7 separate regions of the Mus musculus genome follow, and regions 2, 3, 4, 5, 6 and 7 are each linked to region 1. Evidence: chromatin contacts called from public ChIA-PET, HiChIP or PLAC-seq and promoter capture Hi-C data. All regions are on one chromosome and are shown on one strand. Each heading gives the region's core, a stretch centred on a gene start, on an enhancer-like site or on the middle of the called end of the contact. The rest is flanking DNA. Distances are from core to core; before and after follow the strand shown.

Evidence for each region. Promoter capture Hi-C pulls out the DNA fragments that hold promoters and counts their contacts. ChIA-PET counts read pairs in DNA pulled down with a chosen protein or histone mark. HiChIP or PLAC-seq counts read pairs in DNA pulled down with a chosen protein or histone mark.
Region 2: a promoter capture Hi-C map of pre-B cells shows a contact between it and region 1. The contact joins the promoter of Il18rap here to the promoter of Rnf149 in region 1. A contact is called at or near these places in 7 of 39 promoter capture datasets (the 3T3-L1 cell line, 3T3-L1-derived adipocytes, HPC-7-derived erythroid cells and 4 more) and 1 of 115 datasets of contacts at active chromatin or transcription factors (bone marrow-derived macrophages).
Region 3: a contact with region 1 is called in an H3K27ac HiChIP or PLAC-seq map of thymic regulatory T cells, with 6 times the contacts expected there. The contact joins the promoter of Il18r1 here to the promoter of Rnf149 in region 1. A contact is called at or near these places in 2 of 484 Hi-C or Micro-C datasets (CD4 T cells and CD8 T cells) and 6 of 115 datasets of contacts at active chromatin or transcription factors (Th17 cells, memory CD8 T cells, pro-B cells and 2 more).
Region 4: a contact with region 1 is called in an RNA polymerase II ChIA-PET map of memory CD8 T cells, with 20 read pairs. The contact joins the enhancer-like site here to the promoter of Rnf149 in region 1. A contact is called at or near these places in 1 of 39 promoter capture datasets (embryonic stem cells), 2 of 484 Hi-C or Micro-C datasets (cortical neurons and memory CD8 T cells) and 4 of 115 datasets of contacts at active chromatin or transcription factors (astrocytes, memory CD8 T cells, pancreatic cancer cells and 1 more).
Region 5: an H3K4me3 HiChIP or PLAC-seq map of bone marrow-derived macrophages shows a contact between it and region 1, with 2.5 times the contacts expected there. The contact joins the promoter of Il1r1 here to the promoter of Rnf149 in region 1.
Region 6: a contact with region 1 is called in an RNA polymerase II ChIA-PET map of memory CD8 T cells, with 14 read pairs. The contact joins the promoter of Chst10 here to the promoter of Rnf149 in region 1. A contact is called at or near these places in 2 of 39 promoter capture datasets (the 3T3-L1 cell line and second pharyngeal arch cranial neural crest), 2 of 484 Hi-C or Micro-C datasets (CD4 T cells and CD8 T cells) and 4 of 115 datasets of contacts at active chromatin or transcription factors (astrocytes, embryonic stem cells, memory CD8 T cells and 1 more).
Region 7: a contact with region 1 is called in a promoter capture Hi-C map of second pharyngeal arch cranial neural crest. The contact joins the promoter of Pdcl3 here to the promoter of Rnf149 in region 1. A contact is called at or near these places in 8 of 39 promoter capture datasets (cranial neural crest, embryonic stem cells, liver and 4 more), 2 of 484 Hi-C or Micro-C datasets (CD8 T cells and embryonic stem cells), 10 of 115 datasets of contacts at active chromatin or transcription factors (the 230-238 cell line, differentiating embryonic stem cells, embryonic stem cells and 6 more) and 2 of 9 other capture datasets (adipose tissue and liver).

Annotation. Positions count from the first base shown.
Region 1 is chr1:39,575,636-39,578,838 of GRCm38.p6, forward strand. Rnf149 (ring finger protein 149) reads right to left here and starts at 1,712. Exons shown (of 7, transcript NM_001033135.3): 1 at 1,192-1,712. The coding sequence starts at 1,639.
Region 2 is chr1:40,513,594-40,516,796 of GRCm38.p6, forward strand. It overlaps Il18rap (interleukin 18 receptor accessory protein), which reads left to right and starts at 1,769. Exons shown (of 13, transcript NM_010553.4): 1 at 1,769-1,883; 2 at 2,107-2,182; 3 at 2,804-2,942.
Region 3 is chr1:40,464,375-40,467,577 of GRCm38.p6, forward strand. Il18r1 (interleukin 18 receptor 1) reads left to right here and starts at 1,632. Exons shown (of 11, transcript NM_008365.2): 1 at 1,632-1,983. It overlaps Il1rl1 (interleukin 1 receptor-like 1), which reads left to right. Exons shown (of 11, transcript NM_001025602.3): 11 at 1-1,041.
Region 4 is chr1:40,378,842-40,382,044 of GRCm38.p6, forward strand. No RefSeq gene overlaps it. Among named protein-coding and RNA genes, the nearest start is that of Il1rl2, 56 kb to the left of the region's middle. Within about 2 kb of position 1,435, at least 37 of the 459 cell types and tissues checked have an H3K27ac peak or open chromatin away from gene starts, as enhancers often do. A contact at or near this core is called in memory CD8 T cells and pancreatic cancer cells, where this site is marked.
Region 5 is chr1:40,265,021-40,268,223 of GRCm38.p6, forward strand. Il1r1 (interleukin 1 receptor, type I) reads left to right here and starts at 1,566. Exons shown (of 11, transcript NM_001123382.1): 1 at 1,566-1,861.
Region 6 is chr1:38,896,571-38,899,773 of GRCm38.p6, forward strand. Chst10 (carbohydrate sulfotransferase 10) reads right to left here and starts at 1,590. Exons shown (of 7, transcript NM_145142.2): 1 at 1,320-1,590. Gm51581 reads left to right here and starts at 40. Exons shown (of 3, transcript XM_030243909.1): 1 at 40-85; 2 at 832-1,063; 3 at 1,147-2,380. The coding sequence starts at 40. The coding sequence ends at 1,780.
Region 7 is chr1:38,986,225-38,989,427 of GRCm38.p6, forward strand. It overlaps Pdcl3 (phosducin-like 3), which reads left to right and starts at 1,590. Exons shown (of 6, transcript NM_026850.4): 1 at 1,590-1,625. The coding sequence starts at 1,620.

The DNA of each region.
Region 1 (3,203 bases), core at 462-2,961:
GGACAGTGACAATTAGGCTGATTTGCAATCAGCGGACTAACTGCCTGAGTCAACACCACCGCAGGGACATCGGTCTATTCTCACCCACCACCGTGGTCCACAGCCAACAAACTCTTGAGTTCTTAAAGACCCGACTTCTCTGGACATTTCTCCATTCTAGCAGATTACTTTCACACCATTTCAAGTGTTCCTTACCTTCTCTTACTTCACCCTGCTATGCTTCTGCAATTTATACCCATTTCTCTCCTAATCTGGAGTCAACCAAGAAAAAAAGAGTTGATCTGTACTCGTAGCTCACTTCCTTGTCATCAAATGGCCATCATTCCCAACCGCGTTAAAAAAAATGGTTAAACCCAAGGTCACTTTTCTGTCTTTATAAGCTCTGTGTCGCATGCACACCAAAACAGAACGAGAACAAAAATGCAGTACAGGAAGAAAGATGTCTTAGCTAGTAGCAGAAACTTAAAAACCCTAATCACAGGAAATTCAGAATGAGTCAACCGTGTGATGCCTAAAGCTAATGTGATCTTAGAAGGCACAAGAGAAACACAATCAAATTCTGGGTCCCCGGAGAGAACTCTGTCCCAAGGATGACATTTTGCAAACTCATCCTTGTCTGTCCCCTGGAACAGCGTGTTTAGAGGTGGCCTCCTGACAGAGGTAGCAAGGCCTTTCTTTCCTTCAATGAAAACAGTTTAAAAAAAAAAATTCATCTGAATTCAAACTGTCCAAACCAGGAGCTAGTGCGATCACCCTACATGCGTCGAGAGAGAAACTACAGCAAGAAAACCCAGGTTTTTTGATCCAGGGTTTTGAAAACACTCATATTCGCCTCATCGAGAGGAAGAAACCACATCGAGTAGCCACTTTAGGTTGGTGAAGAGACAATGCGAGCCTGGCGGCGCCAGCCGTCCACTCCTACACACTCTCCACTCAACCAACTTTGGGAGTCCGTGAGCCGACCTTAGGAAGCGACCCGGGTTCGGGAATCTGTAGAGTTACTGAACTCCGTAGGACCTGCCACCGGTGTGTTTGCTACTCCCCGGCCGAGGGCCCTTCCCAGCTTTCTCACCCTCCCGAGGTGAAGCTCCGATCCTGCAGCGTGTGCACGCACTTCCCTCTCCACACCACCCGGGGAACCACCAGGCTCGCCCCGGCCGCGGCCAGCGGCCCAGCGCCCGGCCTGCTCACCCGCGTGAGACATGGGCTCGGTGGCGTTCCCGTTGCTCTCCAGGTTGTAGACCACCACGGCCGAGGCGTTCCTCCGCGCCGCCGCCAGCACCTTGTCCTTGAAGGTGCAGCCGCCTCGCGCCACCAGCGCCACCCAGGGCGCGTTGCCGAGGGCGCCGGGCGCCACGAAGCGCGTGTCGGGCGCGCAGCCCTCCGCGGGCGCGGGCGCGCGCGGGACGCCCACCAGGCCCTGCCTCTCCTCCCGGAGCGAGCTTTCTCCGAAGCGGCCGCTCTCCGACACGCTCCACACCGTCAGGTTCGACTGCGGGTCCACGTATTCGATGCTCACCATGGCCGAGTACCACTCGAGCGCCCCGCCGCCCACCCCGGGAGTACACAAGGCCAGCGCCAGCACCGCGAGTGCGTCCCGGGCTCCCACGCCGGCCGCGGGCCGCCGCCGCGCCGCCATGGCCGCCCGGCCGGGCTACTGAGGAAGAAGAGCGCGAGTCAGAACGAGGCGACTCACTCCAGGCTGGCCCACAGCTTTGAGGAGACGGCGGCGGCTCGCGAGAGACCGCCGAGCGCGGCGGGGGCGGACCCGCGGCGCACGCGCACCTGGAGGGGCGTGACCGGGGCGTGGCGACGGAAGGGGTGGGGCCCTGCCCGCGGGCGTGAGGAGTGCGCAGGCGCCAGGGTCTGTGCCGCAGGGCTGTGGGCGGCCGAGCTGAAGCTTGCAGATGCTGCAGAGAGTTGTGCAACCCTGCTGCCAGAGTCCCCAAGTCTGGGGAAGTTTGTGCGCTCCGGGTCGGCCAGCGTGGGACTGCGGTTGTGTAAAGTTTCTCAGAGGGTGGAGTTGACTGTGCAAGGCACGCGGCAAAAGCCTGGCTGCCTAAACCACTTAAACAAACAAGCAAACAACAACAAAAACCACTAAGTCAAGTTGTCCAGATGCCTTTTGTTACAAACTCTGTAATATATTAAATTCTTTGTTGCTCTTTTCTCAATGGTTGCCTTCGAGCCCTTTCTTCCTTCTCCTTAGTTTATGTGTGCCTCTGTTTGGACGAAGACGAAGGTGCTACATTAATCAAAAGGGGGGAAAAAGGGGAAAGGATTTGTTTGGAGGTAAATGGTGGCTGATAGATAGTCCTTCGACAACACAGTGGGTGGATACTTTCAGTGTACCATTAAAAGATCCTGAACACACTAAACATAGTTAAATGCAAGTATGGTAACTCTGCTCCGGTAAAATCTTGAGTAGAGCTGAGATTTGAGATGCTCTGGTAGATCAACCCCAGCGAACCTGAAAGGTATTTCCTTTGAAGAATGTGAAGTCTGACTAGACCCGAATAAACACAGGAGATCTCTCCATAACGCTGAGGAGACATCACACCCGAGTTACCAAATATCAAAAGACATTTAAAATACCTCTTCATATATGAGCTACTGAATATCAAAATGTATTTAAACCTAAGAAGTGGACACTTAAGTGATGGACTTAATGCATAGCTATACATTGTTAGGCACTATTCTGAAGACATACACACACAGGCATATACTGTGACAGACCTTCAACTCATCCCTAAGCCTGACTTATATTATCCTTTTTATCTGAGGGGCCTCAGGTCACCTCACAGATCTCTGTTGTATTGGTCAAACCAGTTTCTCCTGAGAACCAGTTCTATAAAGGAACACCAAGTCTTTAATTACACTGGACTTTCAGCAGAGGCCTGCTTCGATTCTGATGGAGCAACTGAACTCATGATTTCAAAACTCACTCACTATGCCGTTGTGCTGCCGCATTTCTGAACCATGTTCCCTGTGAGGCTTGCTCATGTTGTTTCCCCCTCTTTACTCAGTGTGAGCAAATGCCAAAAGTCCCCTTTGTGTGGCAATAAACTGTGTGATTCGTGAAATCATCGTCAGTCTCTTTATTTCTACCAAACAAACCACTAAGGAGCTGGAAATGAAGTTCAGGGCTTTGATTTCTGATTGACTCACTAGTCTTCCTTCTTTGTGCAAGAGTTTATAATTAC
Region 2 (3,203 bases), core at 519-3,018, 940 kb after region 1:
TGGAAGGAATTGAGTGGGAGAGGGAGACCGGGTGAGAAGGGGAACGGGGATGGAGATCAGGTATGGGAAATGGAAAAGAGATAAAAATCAGTGTGGGTCATCTCTGGTATTAGCTGGAGATCTGAGATAGAAGAGGCTATGAGAGTGACCTTAGATGAGGCTCTTAACAGTTGGAGATAAGGAGACTGAAGTGGCCACTTCCAGTAGCCAGGTGGGACTTCCAGTGGAGTGAGGGGGACATCAACCCACCACAAAATCTTTGACCCAAAATTTTTCTTGCCTTACATGATAAAGATGGAGTAGAGATTGAGGGAAAGGCCAACCAGTGACGGGGATAATGAGCAGGCATAATAATCAGATAAGAGGAATGCCAAGGGAAGAGGAAACGTGTTGTAATTATACTTTAATTTATTTGCAAACATTAAAAAATTTAAAAAAATAAATTTAAGTAAAAAGATCTGAGTCCATTTGGAACATAGTCTGTTGTGTGGTGCGAGTGGAGAATTTGTTGCGTAGTTTTCCATAGGGCGACCTAAGTTACCACACTACGTCTAGTTTGTGATGCTCTTTCCTATTTTTAAAAATTTCCACACACAGTTAGACTTGTTTCTACACTGTCTCCTCTTCTGTTCCACAGGTCAGCTCTCTCTATTCATGAGGGTGCTCCGCAATGATTTTACTTGTACCAAGTGTTAAAGCCTGAGTTTCCTGTGGTGACTAAGACCTTCATCTGATCCCAAATCTCCTGTGGTTCATGATGTCCTGCTTTTCTCTTCCAAAAACAGTTTATAAAGGACACATTAAGCTTCGAAGGAAAAGCTGTTGATGAATTCACTTCAGGAGACCACACTGGCAGTAACTTTGGGCTTAACTTTAAGGTCTATATTCAGATCTCTGAGGTTTGATAAGGACACTCCCAACGCCCAGGCACTCTGAATGTACCTCAGCCTGAATTAAACCATTATCATGAACAATGCCTGGTCTATCCGTTTCCCCTTCATCCTCAGTATTCCTCCTTTAATCCCATTTAGATTTTGGATTACTGGGCTGTCCCTGTCACACCCTGGGAGTCTAAGCTCATGTGCCCTCATGTGCTTTCCTCTGAACCTGCAATAGGTGGTAGGAAAACCTCAAATCCTTTTGGGATTTGAGCTAGTTCCACAATTAGCATGAATACATGATTTTATTTATTTATTTATCTATTTATTTATTGGCTTAGACCTGCCCTCAGTTGCTAACTCTTCTCTTAGATTTTCACCTTCACCTCAGGTCAACACTTACCTTGCCCCCACTCTGACATGAACTTGGGCTCTGCTTTTATTTTATGCTCTTCTCCAGCCTTGTGCTGAAACAATCCCCATGGTTTGCTGTGCCCCGCTGCTTCAGCTTGTCTTTATGGGGAGAATAGGCTCCGTTTAATTAAGAGGCTTTGGGACTAGTGTGGTCTCACGGTCCTCTAAATTGTTTTAATTACAGTGCAGTTCTTAATTAGGCATTCCACGGTGCACAAGCATAGCCTCCGAGCCTTTCAAAGCTACGGTTATATCACTCTCCTCATTGATAAATTATTGCTCTGTAAAAGTGATGCTGGAGAGAGAGAGTTCATCAGAAGAAAGCCTTTAGGTTTGAAATGAAAGGCAAGGTTGGCAGTGCTTGTTTTAGAAGAAGGGGGAGGAGGAAGAGGAGGAGGAGGAAGTAAAAAAGAACTCCCCTGTTGAGAAACCGTGTCGAATGTTAACATTTGGTACAGGAAATTCCTGTAAAGGAAGCAGGCTTACTCACCATTTCAACTAAACCTAACCACAACCCCTTTCTTGTCAAGGAGGCTGGCCAGAGGACAGCTTTGAATGCTTTATTTCAGGAGTTTTCTTCCGTGGATAAAGGTAGTTTACTTCATTTCTCCTTTGTTATGACTGGGCATTTTCCAACACCAGAGGTCCTTTACAAAATTCCAAGGTTGTCCTTTTCTGTCCAGGTATAACTTATTATTTCAAAACTGTATGGGTTGGATAGTCCTTAAATCTTCTTCAAGTAACTCTCTTGCTAAGAAAAAAAAATGTAGCAGAACCCTTTGAAAATGGGTGTTTTTCACACTTTTTTTTTCAGATGCACAAGCTGGCATTCACTGACATAAAGACTTGAATTTCTTTATTTGTTGTGTATGTAAGAGCAGGAAACAAAGGTAAGAGACCAGAATATTCTTTCCCTAGATTCCTTAACCCCTAATATATATTTTTAAAGGACTTAAAAAGTGAATTGCTAAAGAGTTGCTTTTTGTGGAATATTTTTAATCACAGGTGTGCTATTAGGCAGCAACATTTGTATCTCAGTGTCGGTTTTAACCTTAACTTGTATAAGTGACTAGTTACAAAGTAAACCTTTGTTTTAAACAGTGATTCTTACATTTTATTGAAAGGATTATAGAGGGATTCAATCAAATGCGGGTCAAATCTGAATGGCCACATTACTTGTCCATCTTTGGAGGCAAGCACTGAACAAGCTGCTATGGACCATGTGAGCATTATCAGTATTCTTTGACTACTGCAATTATTAGACTAGGCCATAGCATCTCTTTTTTATTTGTACTTTAAGGGTGTGCACAGGACTGAGAGGCTTCCTGGTGATTCATTCACAGCTTTCATTTTTCTCCTCCCAGCAAAAGCTTTGTTCTTTGAAAAACTTAGCTCATTATTACTCTAAAATATGGTCAAATTGGGTATCTTTTGAATAACTTCAGGCTAACTTTTTCTGCTTCTGAGAAAAAGAGAGAATTTTTAAATAAAAGCCTTCTGGAAAATTTTAGGAAAGAGACCTTGCAGATCTTCAGATCATCTCACCGGCCTCCGACCTCCTTCTGTAGAGAAGGCGAATAGTGGTGGCAAGATGAGAAACTTTGAAACCCTCTTCCTCCAGATATGATTCTCCCTTCTACTACTGAACAGGTATGTGGTCATTGTTTCATAACGGGCACCGTTGCTATGAGTGATGCAACATTTGGTTTTCTACTGGGACAATAAGAATGACAGCACACATGTTTTACAGAATGACAAACTTGAGTTTTACATTTGCTGGTATCTGTCAGTCATTTTTACTCCCATATGCAGAATTGGCAGCCATGTTGGTTTAAGTTGGCCAGTGCTCAACAAGTACGATGCTCTACTCTTGGATGATCTCTTTGGAATTCCTGATGCATTTGGGTAATG
Region 3 (3,203 bases), core at 382-2,881, 890 kb after region 1:
GATAGTAATTTTTCTTAGGTTGGATGGAACATAGTAACGTGCTGGATTCTTTGCTAACTGAAAATAGAAGTATTCGGATTTCAGAAAGAACTGGATAAATATTAATGTTGGTGATTATGAAATCTCATTGTGAGCCGTGTGAGTTTGAGTGTGTATTCCATGATTGTGCTGAATGAAGACCTCTAAAAATGAAATTCTCTCCAATCTCATCCCTGGGAATAGTTGCTTCCTCATGCCTGCTGCTCCATCCATGGAAAATGACTAAAGAGAATTATTATTTGTTCCCGAGATTCTTCTGATAAGTCTAAACTATTTGCATGTAATTGAGCTGGGCAGCATGGCACACTTGGGAGGCAGAGGCAGGTGGATCTCTGTGAGTTTGAGGCCAGCCTGCTCTACAGAGTTAGTTCCAGGACACCAGAGCTACAAAAAGAAAACCTGTCCTAACAACAACAGCAACAGCTGCAGCAGCAACAACAACAACAAAGAAAAAGAAGAGGAGGAGGAGGAAAGGAAAGAAGGAAGAAGGAAGAAGAAAGGGAAGAAATAATAGATTTTTCTGTAATGAACACACATATGCTTTGATGCTTTTGCTAAACTCAAAATATTAGTTTTATTTTACTGTTTTGAAAGGTTCAAAGCATGATCCATGTAAAAATGTCTTCTGTGGGGCTTTCTCCCATTTCTACTTTTGTTCCCCTCATTTCTTCAAAGTGCTTGTCCAGGCAGAGCTGACCTTATTTGCTTACCAGTTACAGGTAAACAAAGCGTTTCCTCGTGTTGCCTCTTGTAGCCATCTCTGTATTAGATTAGGAAGGGAAGGAGCCGTCCTACTGTCCAGTTTGTGAGTTCTGGTAGAAAGAGTGTTGAAGTTTGTTAAATGCTTGTTTTCCATGTATCAAAATGTTATGCCTTTCCTATTTATTATTGTATGACAAATTATTTTTCACTGGGCAAAAATAATTGTGCCATTGACTCCTTGTGTGTTTTCTTCATGTGTGTTTGAAGAGTTCTAGCTTATTAAAAAAAAAAATCTAGAAATACTGTTTGGCCTTCGTTTCTTTTGAACAGTTTAAAATCTCACTATAACTTCCCAATTGTGGCTTTCCACCCATCCAGGAGGCTGGGCATCCTGCGCTGGCTGGCACTATGTTGGCTCTGCGAGCCTGGCAGTCTCAAGGACTCTCCTCCCGCAGTGCAGGAGTCCTGGGTTCTCAGCGCCCTCTGCCTGAAGGGTGTGGCGCGCACAGGGCACACAGGTGGTTCTTGTGGTTGAGTAGACAGGCTGCAGGTTCCGGGAAGCCAAAGGCGGTGGCTGTGCCTCCCTGGAGGTCTGGCGGAGGAGTCAGCTGAGATCCAGGCAGGAGAACTCCAGGGGCTCTATCGCCTCAGCGGTGGGGTGTCGGGGTTAGTTCTGGGAACTGTGGAGCTCTTAGGTGAGCAGGGACATGCAGAGAAACCCTGCCAGGAGTACAGGTCTTCCCAGAACTGAAAGCTTGAGCGCTCCTGGGTGGAGCAGCCTGTAGCGCCCTAGGCTTCAGTCCCCCAGCTCTTAGGAGCTCCTCCCATCCCAGGCGGTGCCCACCTGAAACCTTAGCTTTTCCTTTCTTCTTCTTATTCTGATCTTCCTCTCCCAGCCCTCCACCTCCCTACCCCCGGTCGTTGGCTTCTTCTTCTTCTTCTTCTTTTTTTTTTTTCCTGCGATAATTCTCTGGTTTGCCAAATCTCTCTAATCAAGCTCCTGGCCTTGCCTCACTGTGCCTTCCCTCCCTGTCTGTTGTCACAGTTGTGGACCAGGAGGTATTTAGTCTCACTTGCTGGGCGAATCCTGCTTCACAGATGTAAGTGAAGGAGAAGCCACTGCCCAGGCCTGTGTGTGGGCCACCTCTCTGAAGGTAAGGGCAGACTCTGATGTCCAGTCCTCACTGTCTTCTGCTGTCTGGAGCAAGGAGAGGAACCACCCACAACGATCCTGAAAACAAGGTCAATTGTGAGTGGTGTGTATGTGTGTGTGTGTGTGTGTGTGTGTGTGTGTGTGTGTGTATAACTAGTGAGTACAAATGTATATGTTCTTTGTAGAGAGGTATGAACAGCTAAAACACAGCAACAGTTGATTTGTTCAGCTCTTACCCTCTGCTGACAATACACACAGGTGTGCTGTATTTTAGTTGCTTAATCCTCTTAGGAGACAAATGAAACAGGCAATATCAGGTTTAATAAATGGTGTGAGGGGAGAAATATTCAGAAATTTATCTAAGAACATCTTCAGTTATCGCATCAGTGAATGACCCATTTATGCAGATTTGGGGAATAGTTCACTCTCCCTCATGAGTACATGCATGTACATATGTGTGCACTGATGCATGCACAAGCGCCCACACACATGCATGTACACTCACACTCTTGTGCACACACTCGTGAGTCACACACACAAACACACACACACACACACACACACACACACACACACACACACACACACTGCAGTCACAAGAATATCTGCCTTAGGCACACATTATGGAAAAGCAGAGAGCCTTCTCCTGGGTACCTCACCAGGAAGTGGAGGTTGGTCCAGGAGCCCTGGAAGTGCTGTGTGTTAGGGTTGGCCTGAACTGGCAAGCTTCCTGACAATGCCAAACATCGTGTCATATTGCAAGGACGATAGGGTCCCAGAGGAGGGGGAGGGGGGGAAAGGGAACATGGTCTTCATGTCCGGATCCATGTTTGTGAAGGCACATTTTGGAAAATGGAGATAATAGCAGCAGGCATTTTTACGCTAAGTGTCGTGAGGTAGCAATGACTCTCCTTTCCTTACAGATGGAAAGTCAAATGTGCACACCTTTTTTTTTTTCTTAAAGCAGAAGTGCAAGGGTGTATTCAAGATCATTTTTGTTGGTTGTACCAGACTGATTCGCCTTTCTGCAGATGAAGTAAAACACCCATTGGAGACTGTAGCAAAAGGGACTGCGTGTTTAAAAAGAGTCATGGAGAGCCCAGCTCAGTGGCGGTCCCAGCGAGGAAAAGAAAAACCTCATTGGGTGTCATAATTCACCAAAGCAGTGTGAGGGATACATCAGGGTCATGTTTTGTTAAGCAATGACTGTCCCTGAGGTGACATGTTTACCTGTGAGTCACTGAAACTCAACTGTCACAAGCTTAGTTGTTTCCCACTCTCCCAGCCTTAGAAACTGAGTGTGTATGGA
Region 4 (3,203 bases), core at 185-2,684, 800 kb after region 1:
CAAAGAGCCCTGAGAAAGAAAAAGCCAGGAGACTAGGGAGAAAATCATGCCTTAATTTGCCAAAGTAGAGCAAAGACTCCATTTGGCATTTCCCCGTGGCGCTGTGGCACCCTCTAGTGGCGATATTAAGAATGACGCTTCTCCTAGGGCAACGGAGTCCTTCGCAGGGCACCACTTTTAGAAGGTTCTCGAACTTCAGGCTAAGAATGTGCTTCTTCCCCTTAGTCTGGATTGTGCAGGTGGGTCACTGCTTCTAAGATGAGCTGGATTCCTCCTCAGGCAAACCACACTGCCTATGTTAAAGCATACCACAGTCACGATTCCTTGTAAGAAAATGTGCTAGTGAGGCCTCCATGAAGTCCCGCATGTTGCTGTCACAGATGAGGTAGTCTTTGTGTAAGACACTTGGGACCATATCTATTCAAGCCTTCTGATCTTTGGGGGGTGGGCCTTGAACTACTTAAATATGCATAATGAGATACCTTGGGGCTGGGTCCCACCAAGTCTGATAACGATTTTTATTTACATTTGATATGCTTCATACACGCAACCTCCAGGTAATTTAGTGTCCGTGTTCAGTTCTTTCTGATTTCACATTGCACGAGGGCAGGCTGGCTTTTCTGTCAGAGGTAATGTTGTGTCTGTGGAAAAATGCTGTCTATTTGAGAGCACGTTGTACACTTTTTAAAAAAGACTAGTGACTCAGCCTGTAACTGTAATAATTATTAGCCCGACTACACTAATATTATTTTTACAGCAATTGGCACCAGCAATTATGGTATCTGATGTTTACTGGTAGGTACAATGGATCAGGCAGGAGCTCCAAAAACAACAGCGGTCACCGATTGGCTGATTCAAATGTGGCCTCCCTCTGTCAGGGCCAGCAGCACCTCTGTGGTTTTGGTAGAGGGGCCCAGTGGTGGTCTGACTCCCTAACCCATGAACGATGAGCATGGGAAAGATCTGCACTATGGGCCACATTGTGTTTTCCGGCGAGCTGTTGGCTTCAGCTAAAGTGTTCCTTTGCAGGGATGCTAAACCTTTTTGAGTGAGTCTCCCCCTTGGTGTTAAGAACAATGTCACCTGGTGAAATAGGGTTGAGAGGGAGCACAGGGAGTATGTTGGGGTCCCTGGACACCTGTGGCACAGGTTGTTGTTGGTTTACCCAGGGCTGGGGCTCCTGCGTTGCCAAGGATAAAAATTAGGTAGTGGAGCACAAGTGTCACGACCTCTGCCCCCGAAGTTCTTGTGGGCATCAGCCATGTTGTAAATTTGCATCTCAGTTTGGGGTTATGTACAAGTTTAATGTCAGTGCCAAATCCGACGCTTTAAAACCCCAGCAAAAGTGCAGCTGGTGGATTCCAAACACAACCTTTCCACATTGCACAGGGTTGTTTCTTCTGTCCTGCAGGGGGCACCCTCGTGCTTTTCCTTCTGAGTAGAATCTGTTTAGAACTAGAAGGTTAGCTTATATAATACTGGAAGGGGCTATGCACATTGCTGGAGGCAGTGGAAGAATCATTAGTCTTACTGAACTGTGAAAATCATGACCTACAGGATGCAGAGTGGAGCCTCACCGCACATGGTGTCAGCCCTGTCTCTCAGATACTCTTAGCTGCGGCTCTGGTTCACTGCCAAGGATATCACGTGGATTTTGGTAACACCTTCATGCCCTTTGACAAATTGGAATCTGCCCAGAGCTCTGACTGAGGTGGTCCTGTGAGAAATGTATCTATGCTTAGTTTGACATGCTGTGGGTAAGCCTCCCATGGTTACAGAGGAAACACCTCCGATCCTAACTGTGTTCTCCAGAGAGAAACATTTTTAGGGTACAGGTAGAGCGAGCCAGTAGTCAAGAGTTCTTTTGAACAGTCAAGAAAGTGGAGATTCACCTTCCAGAATGGAGAGTGCGCCAAACCGCGGTTGTGCCAAGCAGCTACCTCTAGGATCTGGACTCATAATTTTTATTCAACTGTCTCTCTTCCCTTTCCCACCTCTGAGGTGGTCTCGGGGTGGTATCCCCCTTGGAACAGAAAGAGGTTTTCTTAGGTTCAATCTTTTTTCACCATTCAGTCTGTTACAAGTAGGTTCACTGGATAAAATTCGATGCGTAAAGATGTAACAGCAAGGAGAGCTGAGATGTTTGCTAGGGCAACGGGCTTTCTAGGAGGCAGCCTGAACCAACTTTGCTGTTTTCTCAGAATCCCGTGCTTTCTCTTCACTAGTTAGCTTGGCTGGCTCATACCCAGCTGTGAGCCCTCTTATTTACCTTCCCCAGTGTCTCTGGCCTTGCTCCTTAACCCTGACGTTCTTTCTCTTTAACTGCATCAGCGCAGCATTCTGCGGTCCCCGAGGTTCTGCGTACCGGAAGTTCCTGACCCAGCTTCCTGCAGTGGTCTCAGATACACCAGTCTGCTCAAGATCCTTTTCCATCCTCTTTCAGAAACTAGAAGATTTTACGCCCAGGTATGAGCAGCAGCCTATGTGCATCTCCAGGCCTCCAGGAAGCACCCTGCCCCTCTCAGGGATGAGCAATCGCCTATGCCCGTGTCTGCCACCAGACAGCAACCCTTTTTTTTTGTAGCTCATTGTTGTCTATTTTGGAGGCACAGTGTCTGAAACTGGCCAGATGAGCTGAATCAAGGCAGGGTTACCCAGTTCCTCGTTCTTCCTGACACTCAGTTCTAGGAAAATTTCTCTTAGCATCCTTCTTCCTCATTTGCCTGGTTGGGTGAGGAAGAGATGTTCTTTCTCGAATTAAACAGCGGTGAAGGAAAACCCTCGGTCTCCTCAGATGAGTTATGATTGGCCGTTGGCCTATGAAGCTGGTGGCCATCATTGGGTGGGCTCTGTTCTTATGGAAGGCCATCGACCTACCTCAGCTAGAGCTTCCATTTCAGCCCTGTTGAAAATCTGGGACAAGAGGCAGCACAACGTTGATGTTATCTTTGGGCCCCCACCCTTCACATGGGAATGGTCAGAAGATTTGAGGTAGCCATGGTATAGGAGTTAGGTGCCTGTGTCCACTGCCCCTCCCAGCTCGGTCTCCGGAGATAGGGCTGGGAGGCTCCCCCGACCCCCACCCCGTAGTTAATTTCATTCTGACTTAATACACGCAGGAATAGATTTTGGTACAATATTCATCTTTCTATGTAGCCATTGTATATGGTTTTCCACTCGAACAAGATATTTGTAAAAAAAAA
Region 5 (3,203 bases), core at 316-2,815, 690 kb after region 1:
GGATAATAGGGGTGGATATGATCAAACTGTATGGGTGTTCGAAATGCCACTTCTAACCTGTGCATAATCACGTCTCATAATCACTGCTCATGGTTAATAGGCAGTAAGACAAGGCACGCAGATGGGGACTACCACAGTATACACCTGTCCAGACAGCCTTGAGACTTGGTCTGTCTGCATCATGATGAGAGCTGTGCAGCAGAGTCGCCTGGAAGCTTTGAAAAACCCCGACACCAGGCAGCCCTCAGTGACTATGACATGGCAATTCTGGCTTCTAAGGGGGTCAAATCTTCTGTGGATGTGAGTTAGAAGTACTCAAGGCTGTGAGAACAGCCTCTGGAATACAGACCCATGGGACAGGGCTAGGGCAGGGTTAGGGATAAGGCACCAGTTCCTTGCCAGACTTAAGCCTGCCTTTCGGAGGCAAAGGAGCAGTCCAAACCTTTGGAAATGAGTGAGGACCTTCTGCCCTGCTAGGCCACAGGTGGCATCTATGATATACCATTGATGCTGCCCCTTTAAGCTTTCTACCATCTCAGAGTTTCCCCCGGGGTTACTTCAACCTTGGGTTTCTAGGCTGCATACGCGAATAAGGCAGGAAATTCAAGGCCTGTCCACGCTGGAAGGCATGCAGGAAATGGCCATGTGCTCTATCTAGAGGTATTAAGCAATCACTGTTTCTTTGCAGTTGTATTGCAGGGTGGTGCATTATATGTGGAAGAAGCTGGGGGGTGAGGGTAGGGAGCACGGAATGGTTGGTGCTATTTCCAGGACCACAATGTCCTCCTTGCACCCTGTCCTAAAATTTGGCTATTCTTGATTTTTTTTTTCATGTGCTTTCTGAGAACTCTGGAATTCTCCTTTGCAGAGCAAATCCTACAATTAATTGGGATATGATAAGGGGACCTGTTTTTCAGCCTGGTGGACAGCAGTAAAGCAACCAAGTAAAAAGCCTATGAACTATCAACTCTTCACCAGAGCTCTTTAACTCCTCCTACCTATAAAGGCTGCGGGCCTTTATACCAAAAGAGGAAATCAAGGTATTGCAAACTTAATGACTCGGCTAAGTGCTCAAAGCCAGTTCGAGGCACACAGTACTGGGCTCCAGTTGTGCTGAGCACAGAACTGTGTTTTCCTCAGGATCTGATACCCCATGGGTCACCAGCTCGGTTCTTGTTAGGTGGCACAATCTGGTTGCGATGTAGACGTGAGTTGACCCATCTAATTTTGGTTTGGGTGGGAACACAGAGGCTGCTCAGAGGAGCCAAGCCATCTGGGAATCAGAGCCATTCTTCCTGGAATCTGGGACATCTGGCAAGGATGCAGGGATTTTGGAATGCCCCCAAGGAGATGCAGTGACCCTCCAAATGCCCCCAAGGAGATGCAGAGACCCTCCATTGCCTCCACCCCCGGAGGGATACAGAGACCCTGGAATGTTCTGCGTGGATGTAGATATTCTGGGATGTGGGGCAGAAACTCCACAACCCAACCTATCCGGCTCCCAGGGCGGGGCATTGGCACTGGGCCAGCTAGCTCCGAGCCCGAGGCTGAGGACGCTGGCCTGCAGTCTCCGCCCGCTGCACGCCCCCGCGGGCGGCTCAGAGTGGGAGCAGCGTGCTGCTCAGAAGGTCTTAGCTGGTGCGGGGTTCCAGGAGCCGCCTGGGAGCGCGGCGCCCACCTAGAAGGGCGGGAGCCCAGCTGGTGCCCGCCTGCCCCAGAGCGGAAGGAATGTGACCCCCGAGCGAGCGCGGAGCAGCCCTTGAGCGGCTCCCAGGGCTCCGGTTGCTCCCGGCCTGAACGGGTTTAGTTCGGAGCTGCTGGATTGTTGAACATCGCCACTGGGGCACCCGGGCACGCCCAGGTAGGAGAAAACTAGAGAGTTCCTGAAATAGGGTCGCAAGGCCTCAGAGCTGCCTTGACCCAGACAAATGCCTTTCTTAAGTTACTCCCAGTAGCCAGCAGGTCAGCGTTCTCTGTGGATGTAGGATAAAGGTAGTGACAGTTTAGTCCTCCCCCTTTCTGGTGTGTGTGTGTGTGTGTGTGTGTGTGTGTGTTGGGAACTTGCCCAACTCTTTAAGTTTGCTCTAGGTAGATGAGTCTCCCTTGAGTAAATTGCTCCCAGGCCTTGAAATTGGGCCAAATGCAACTAACTTGTTCAGGAGTGTCCCTCTTAGAGGTTTGGGCTCAGAAGAGAGGTCTTAATGAGGCAAGAAGTGGATTCCTTAATGCCCCTGATGAGATGTCTCCTCTCTCCAGACAGGTCGATACTGGGGAATGTAGATGCATTATTTACAAAACCACACAGCACTTGGCTGTTTATAGGGCCCCTTATTCTTACCGCCCTTTCTCCTCCCAGAAGTCCTGTAGGTGAGATGCCAAGGTCACCTTGCTTTATATCAGAAGCTTAGCGGCTATCTTTTCTGAGGATTGGCACCCTCTGAGCTTCAGATCCCCTTGGGGAGACCGGGTGAGTGAGAGCGGCTGCCAGGGAAGGCAGGTAGACTCATCTTCCCACCAGGCTAGCTCTCTGTACTGCTTCCGATGTTCACCAGCTGGGAGCATCCCATCTTTCTGACCCCAAGGAACAGCCTAGGAACTGAGACAACAGAATCTAATCAGTTGGGCTACTTGGGCCATGATAAAGAAGAGATGAAGTCTATCTGTCATTGGAATTGGTGCCCGAGTCATCCTCACTTAATAGTAGTCTTCTGGGTGGTGGATATCCCACATGGAATCCCATGGCTGTGAGCTCCAGGAGCTGGTGCTGGTGACAAGTACTACCTCTTCCCCCTCTTAACTTACCAAGCAGCTGCTGGCATCCTTTTCTATTTTGATCTCTTCTAATTTCTTAATATCCTACCCATTATCTAATTTAATTATATATACACACATCTTAAACTAGCTTCTGACCTAAGTGGAAACATCGTGGGCTGGCTCCCATTCTGGTGCATAGTATTTACTTGCCAGTAGGCTCAGTCTTGGGTGGCCATTTGTTCTAAATTCTCACACAGCCTTGGCTCTGCTGAAGCCCCATGCTGTGATGTGGCAGGAGAGTGCTCTTCCTACTCCCGAGGCTTGTAACATGTAACATCTTCCGCTGAATCTCCATCCCAGTGAGACCGCTTAGCATTAGCTTTCCTCATTCTACCAAACCAATAGTCACTGAACGCGACTATGTCCCAGGCACTGGGGGAAGTATGAGG
Region 6 (3,203 bases), core at 340-2,839, 680 kb before region 1:
AGAAATCATAGGTAGGGCTGTTGGCACAATAAACAAACAATGGCCTTTATTCTAAAACAGGAAAACCTCAGTATTAAAATTAATGGTAAGTTCGCCTCACATAGCTTAAGCAATTCCAGACTGTGTGATGAGAAAACTGTCTGGTTCAGAAGATCTCAAGTTCAGGGTCTTATATAGTCAGTCCTCTCTCCCCACCGTACTCCTGGCTCTCTCCTAATTCTTCAAAACGGACCCAAATATTACTGCAAGTGGCACAGAATACTTGCAAGTGTTTTCTGATGCTCTTTGTTCAACTTTGCAAAAACAAAACAAACAAACAAACAAACAAAACTCTATTTTCCTTTCCGGGAGGGGGCGGCTTTCTTGGGAATTTCTTCTGTTCTTGAGGGTCAAGAGCAAACATGTGAAGATTTTTCTTTTCATCTTGAAACTCCAATTCTGCTTTAAGATAAACTATGTCCTAATTATCCTGGGGACCACTGAAGGTAGAAAGTCATTTCTCTCTTTGTGTCTTTTCTTTTTAACCCAGTCACTTAGAAAAGATGAAGTCGTGGCTAGTGATCAGCAAGCGGGAACGAAGCTGAGCTGTCTCACTTTAAGAATGTCTCAAGACATATCCTGCTCTGGCAGTTCCAATAGACCAGCGCAAAAACCCAACTCCTTGTGGCTAACCAGAACCTGCCTGGCTGAGCTACTTTGTATTCACTGCCCTGCCCTTTCCTGCCTTGAATAGACTTGGAGAACGAAAAAGCACCAGCTTTTGGAAAACCTGTTTCATCTTTCCAGCCAGAAAGTGCAGTAATTGATGCCTAGACCTCCAACTTCTGACAGACCTCTTGGTGAAGGTATGGGCCAGCAAGCAGGACCTGCTCGCAGGCAGAACTCCTTCCCCTAGCGCCCCGGGAGCCGCGCTCAACCGTGCGCTCCTTCGCAAAGGCTGCACAGGTTCCTCCCTCCAGTCCTCCTTCCCAGCACGCTCCTGGGACCCAAGTGGGAAAACATTCTCCTCTTTCCACCCCACCCCACATTTACAAACGCAAGTCTCCATCCCAGGGTGGCAAAGGTAGACGATGGATGGTTCAAGTATCATCGATTCCATTCATCACTGCATCCAGCACAAGGACGCCGCCTCGTTGCATAATTAAGTGATGAAGGCTCTTCCCAGGAATCTCTCCATCCAGGGACGTCTTTAAGTCGCCACAGCACACACCGAGGTAGCTCGCTGAGGAAAACCGAGTCCACCACCCTTCTGTCTACCCGGCAAAGGGGTGGGGGACAGCACTTCATTGAGACCCGCCACCCCCGAGTTCCCAGCTCACCCTCGTACATCGGCGCTCGCGCTCCTCCCAGCCGCTGGCGCTCTGCTCGGGCCTCGCGGGGCCTGTGGGCGTCCCCGGAGCCCCGGAGGCGGGCTCTGCCCAGACCTCCGCACCGCTACCCGCCTACCCTCCTGCAGGGTGCAGGGGTGCAGCCACGCCGGAAGGAGGAAGCCGGGCGCGTGCGAGCTTCGGGGTGCAAGACCGCCGCCCACTGCCGCCCGGGAGTGTGGGCCTGGTCCTGCGCGTCGTCGCCGCCACCGCTGTGCACGCGCGCGCGCGTCCACGTTGCAGGAAGCCAGGAGGACGCACCGCGCACCCACCATCCCAGGCCTCCTGGTCCCCATTGGCCTGTGGAGAAATTGTACAGATGCAGCAACCCAGCCGCACCGCGCAGAAAACACCTTGGAGAAGGCAAAGGAAATCCAAAACTTAGGAAAACGCAACAATGTCAACGACAATGAAACACATAAGTAGATCAACAATCATTCTTTAAAAAAAAAAATTTTTTTTGACCTGAGGAAAGGTCAGATCGCTTGAGCTTTGGTATAGTACAAATCTTTATTCTTCCTTAGTTATTTGCATTTGTTTCTATTCTGTTTTATTTTGTTTTTTCTTTTTTAAAAGACCATGCCTCAATGGAGTGCAGGCTTACCTGTAACTCACTCCGAAGCTCAGGTTGGACTCCAGCGTGAGGCAATCCTCCTTTCTCAGCCTCAGGGATGCAGGGCATGGTAAATGCTAGGTACCACACCTTCCTCTATCCATAGATTTTTTAAAATTACTTTTATTATTTTTATGTTTGCATCTCTGTGTGGGTGTGTATACTTGAATATAGGGCCCACAGAGTCAGGAAAAGTGTGGGATCCCTTCCAGCAAGACTTAAGAGGGAATTGTGAGTTACTCAGTGTGGGTGCTAGGAACTGAACTCAGGTCCTCTGCAAAGGTGGTACCACCTCTTAACTGCTGTGCCATCTCTCCAGCCCCATTCATAGTTTCTTAACAACCCTGATTGGTTACCTGGGCATGGTGGCTCACTTTAATCCCAGTATAGGGAGGCAGAGGTAGGCAAATTCTTGAGTTCTAGTCCAGCCTGGTCTACAGAGCAACTTCCACCAGGTCTACACAGAGAATGTCTCTCTCTCTCTCTCTCTCTCTCTCTCTCTCTCTCTCTCTCCACACACACACACACACACACACACACACACACAGAGAGAGAGAGAGAGAGAGAGAGAGAGAGAGAGAGAGAGAACTGGTTAAGAAATGTCTGGAGAAAAACTTTTACAAACTGGCAGGGTTGGTTTCTCAGTGAACTTATCTCAGTCAGAAGGAGTCATCTGCAGACAGGAAGCCTCCCCAGGAACACAACACAGACAGTGAATGGGGAGTAGACCCCATTATCTCCAAGGCTGTTCTCCTGCCCAGGAGTACTGGGCCAGGCTCCGAGAAGACAGCTTCTGTGTGATTCAGAAGTCCAGTTTCTGTACGTTTCACTCAGAAGCTGTGACTTTTAAAAGGCCCAATTTATGAAGATTATGACTGACTTTTGTCCTGACAATGGCTGGCCAGCCCTTGCCCACCTCACCTCCTGACTCCTCAGTCCCTCCCTCATCTTGCCACCCCTCCTCTGTTCCCCCAGAACTTCTGGTGGGTCTTCCTCAGCTGGCCTCCTACCATCAGGCTTTTCCTGAGCCTTGACCTGTCTCTTACCTTCCCCCCACCCTGAGCCAGTCTCTTCCACATCCATTCACTTCAGACAGACAGGAGCCTCTCAGCTCTGCCCAATCAGGCTTAATTTCTGAGTATAAAAGGGGATCCAGCCAAGGCCACATTGGCAAATTCCTTGTGAGTTCTCTGCATCTCTGTCTGCCTCAATAAAGATTTGCT
Region 7 (3,203 bases), core at 340-2,839, 590 kb before region 1:
TAATGAGTTTTCTTCTTTAAATTGTAGTGTATGCCGTAAAGTAGGAATTCAGTTTTATCTGCCTCCAAATGACTATCCAGTGTTTCCTACGTCCTTCATAGAAGGTCTACATACCTTCCCCAGTCAACTAAGATTTATACACAGTGTCATGCTGTGGCCGAGGCTTGTCTCAGAACTCATGATGTAATCTCCAATTAAAGGCTCAGCTGAACAGTTTGTTTCTCGTGTGTATTCAGTTAAAGACTTTATCCATGTTGTAGTCAATGTAATAAAACCAAAAGTCAAGACAATGAGTTAACAGGGGATTGTTCTGAAGCACACCTGCTGTAAAAAGCAACTGGGAACATTATTTCCAATACACCAGGATACATCTTTCAGTGGATCCACCTGGAGCAAGGAAAGGGCAAACCACACCTGCTTTACTGCTGTGCGGTGGAGAGAAGCCTGTGATCAAAGTCCCTCAAGTTAAACTATCTCACAAACTGATTTTGGAAGTGAAAACTGGGAAAATTCATTCACAACACTAGGCAAATTAATTAACACTTTAAAAGGTCTGTCTGTAATCTGGTTGGAATGTGTTGGGTTAAATTAAATCCATGCTCCTTGTTTTTTTCAGGGAATAGTGTAATTTTTTTTCTATATTAGTGATTATTCCCCAGAAATTATCAGTTCCGAGTCCTCAGCTGCAGGGATTTAAGTTGTCTGGAAATAACACCTTAGTGTAACTGTAGTTTTTGTTTGTTTTTATAGACAGAGGTTCACTCTCTAGCCCTGGCTGGGTCTCCTGAGTATTGGAATTATAGATGTGAACTACCACACCTAGACACCTGCAGTTTTGAAAGCTCCTTGGTAATTCCAAAGTGTACCCACGGTGTGTGCTTGAGCAGAGGCAGCAAGGTAGTCCAGGGCTGTGGAAGGCCTTTTAACTCCCGTGCTCTCAGTTCCAGCTCCGAATGCTGTGGATCGCCCTGGAGCCTGTGCTTTTGCTCAGGGTCACACGAGTCTGGTATTAACCAGAGAAAATGATTCTCACTGTGGCCTTTTCCTTTTGTGAGGGTGAAGGGGCGTGGAGCCCAGGCGTTCCCCACTCCACCGGTTTCTCAAATCTGATGCTGTAACCGCAGAGGTTAGACTATGCTCTAAACAAACCCAGTGAGCTCAGTAAACAAACCCAATAAGCAATTCATCCCATTCAACAGAGAAGGTGTGTGACCTCCAGGTGACCCGGGTCACTTTTAATCCTAGCATCGGGTCACTGTCAGGCAATTCTGCTTCCGACAGGCTCCGATTGGCGGCCCGGGAAGTCGCAGAACCTATGCTTACCTCGGGTCAGCCCCAAACAACCAGCCACTTTCCCTAACAAGGTAGCGCCTGGACATGGCCCGAATGACGTCACCCTATAGTCCCACCCACCGGAGGCACGGCCTGTCATTCCAACGCTCTCAGCCTTCGCCCGGGTTCCTGAGGACCAGGCGCAGACTCCAGTCTTCACTTCCTCCTTGGCTCCGCCCTTTTCGTGCCTGGGGGCGGGGAGAAGACCGGAGGGGGCGGTGCCGCGCGTGCGCGGAGAGGAGCGGAGGGGCTGGGGCAGAGGGCTGGTTTGAGTGACTGAAGGCAAGATGCAGGTGAGTGTGGCGAGCTCGGGACCCCAAGTCTGCGGTCGTTTGGCTTGGTGGGCTCGCGCCAGACCCGGAGCCGGGTCTACATGGATTAGTTACAGAACTCGGCGGACTGCGGGGAGGCCCGGCGCAGGCGCACTGCGAGAGGGCGGGTGCGGTCCCTCCGGCCTCCTGGGCTGGGCACTCCTGCTCCGGTGCGTCCTGCCCCGCAAATCTCTGTCCTTTGGTAGGCACCGGACTTTGGGCTCGTTCTCCTCCAGGCCTGATGAAGGCCCCGACCCTCCTGCCATCTAGAGCTGACTCTAGATGGTCCGTTGGGAGTGCTTTCTGGTTTCCAGATCTGAACTCTAGGCCTCACGACTATTGTTAATTTCTAATATGAAGAAAGGTGGAACTCCTTAGCAATTTTTTTTCCTTTTTTGAGCTGGAATTAGACAAAAGCCCAAAGAAAGTGTGTTAGAGAACCGCATCGGAATAGCCTTAGAAGAGCAAAAGTATGCGTCAGCCACTTTGTCGCCAACCTTCTATGTGGCTGTGTTTAAGGATTCTGAAGAGTCTGGATGGAGGGTAGATGGACCGTGTAGTTGTGGGCTCCGGCTTAAGAGACAGACCTTGGGGACTGGAGGGGGTGGTCATCTACACATTCAGCAAGCCGGCCACACCTACACCTGGGAGGCAAGAACAGGCTCAAGTAAAGGGATATACCTAGTATTTTGTGCTTACTAAACATTAGCCGTCAGGAGTGACTCTGGAGCAGGCCAGGCGTCTGCTATTCTCAGATTTATCCTTTAGACTCTAAAGCTTAGGGAAGTCTGTGGGTCTAGCCACAGTCTTCCTCTTCCCCAAGTCTACTGCAGGCTCTCAGGACAGACAGATGGTCAGTCAGCATGTCACAGCGTTTTTGCATTTTCAGGTCCCTCTGCCTGGAATGTAACTTCCTTTGGTCTCCAGGTTCCTCTCGTTGGGGAAGAGTTCTCAGGACTCAGATAAACCTTCTTTAATTAGTGCGTAGCTCTGACCTGTTGTTTAGAGAGGCCCAGCTTCAAGCAGACACCTTTCATGGTTTATGTAGGGTTAGCCAGTCGTCTCCTGGTGTTTTGGGGTTTTGTTTGTTTGTTTGTTTTTTCTGAAGCTGAAATGCGCAGGTTTCTGGTTAAGACAGTGTTTGCTGTATCGTTGCGTAGCTCTGACCTGTTGTTTAGAGAGGCCCAGCTTCAAGCAGACACCTTTCATGGTTTATGTAGGGTTAGCCAGTCGTCTCCTGGTGTTTTGGGGTTTTGTTTGTTTGTTTGTTTTTTCTGAAGCTGAAATGCGCAGGTTTCTGGTTAAGACAGTGTTTGCTGTATCGTTGGCGGTCACTTCTCAAGGAAGGGGAACTGGTGGATGTTCACCCCTTTGAGAAAAAGGAAGGGATAAGCAGTCGACAGCAGCAGGAGCCAGGGTCTTAGGGTCACTACCGCCACCCGTCAAAAGCATCCAGGGAAGAAAGGGTTAATTGGGCTCACACTTCTATATCACAGTCCATCACTGAAGGAAGTCAGGCCAGGAACTCAGCAGACCTGGAACCTGGAGGCAGGAGCTGAT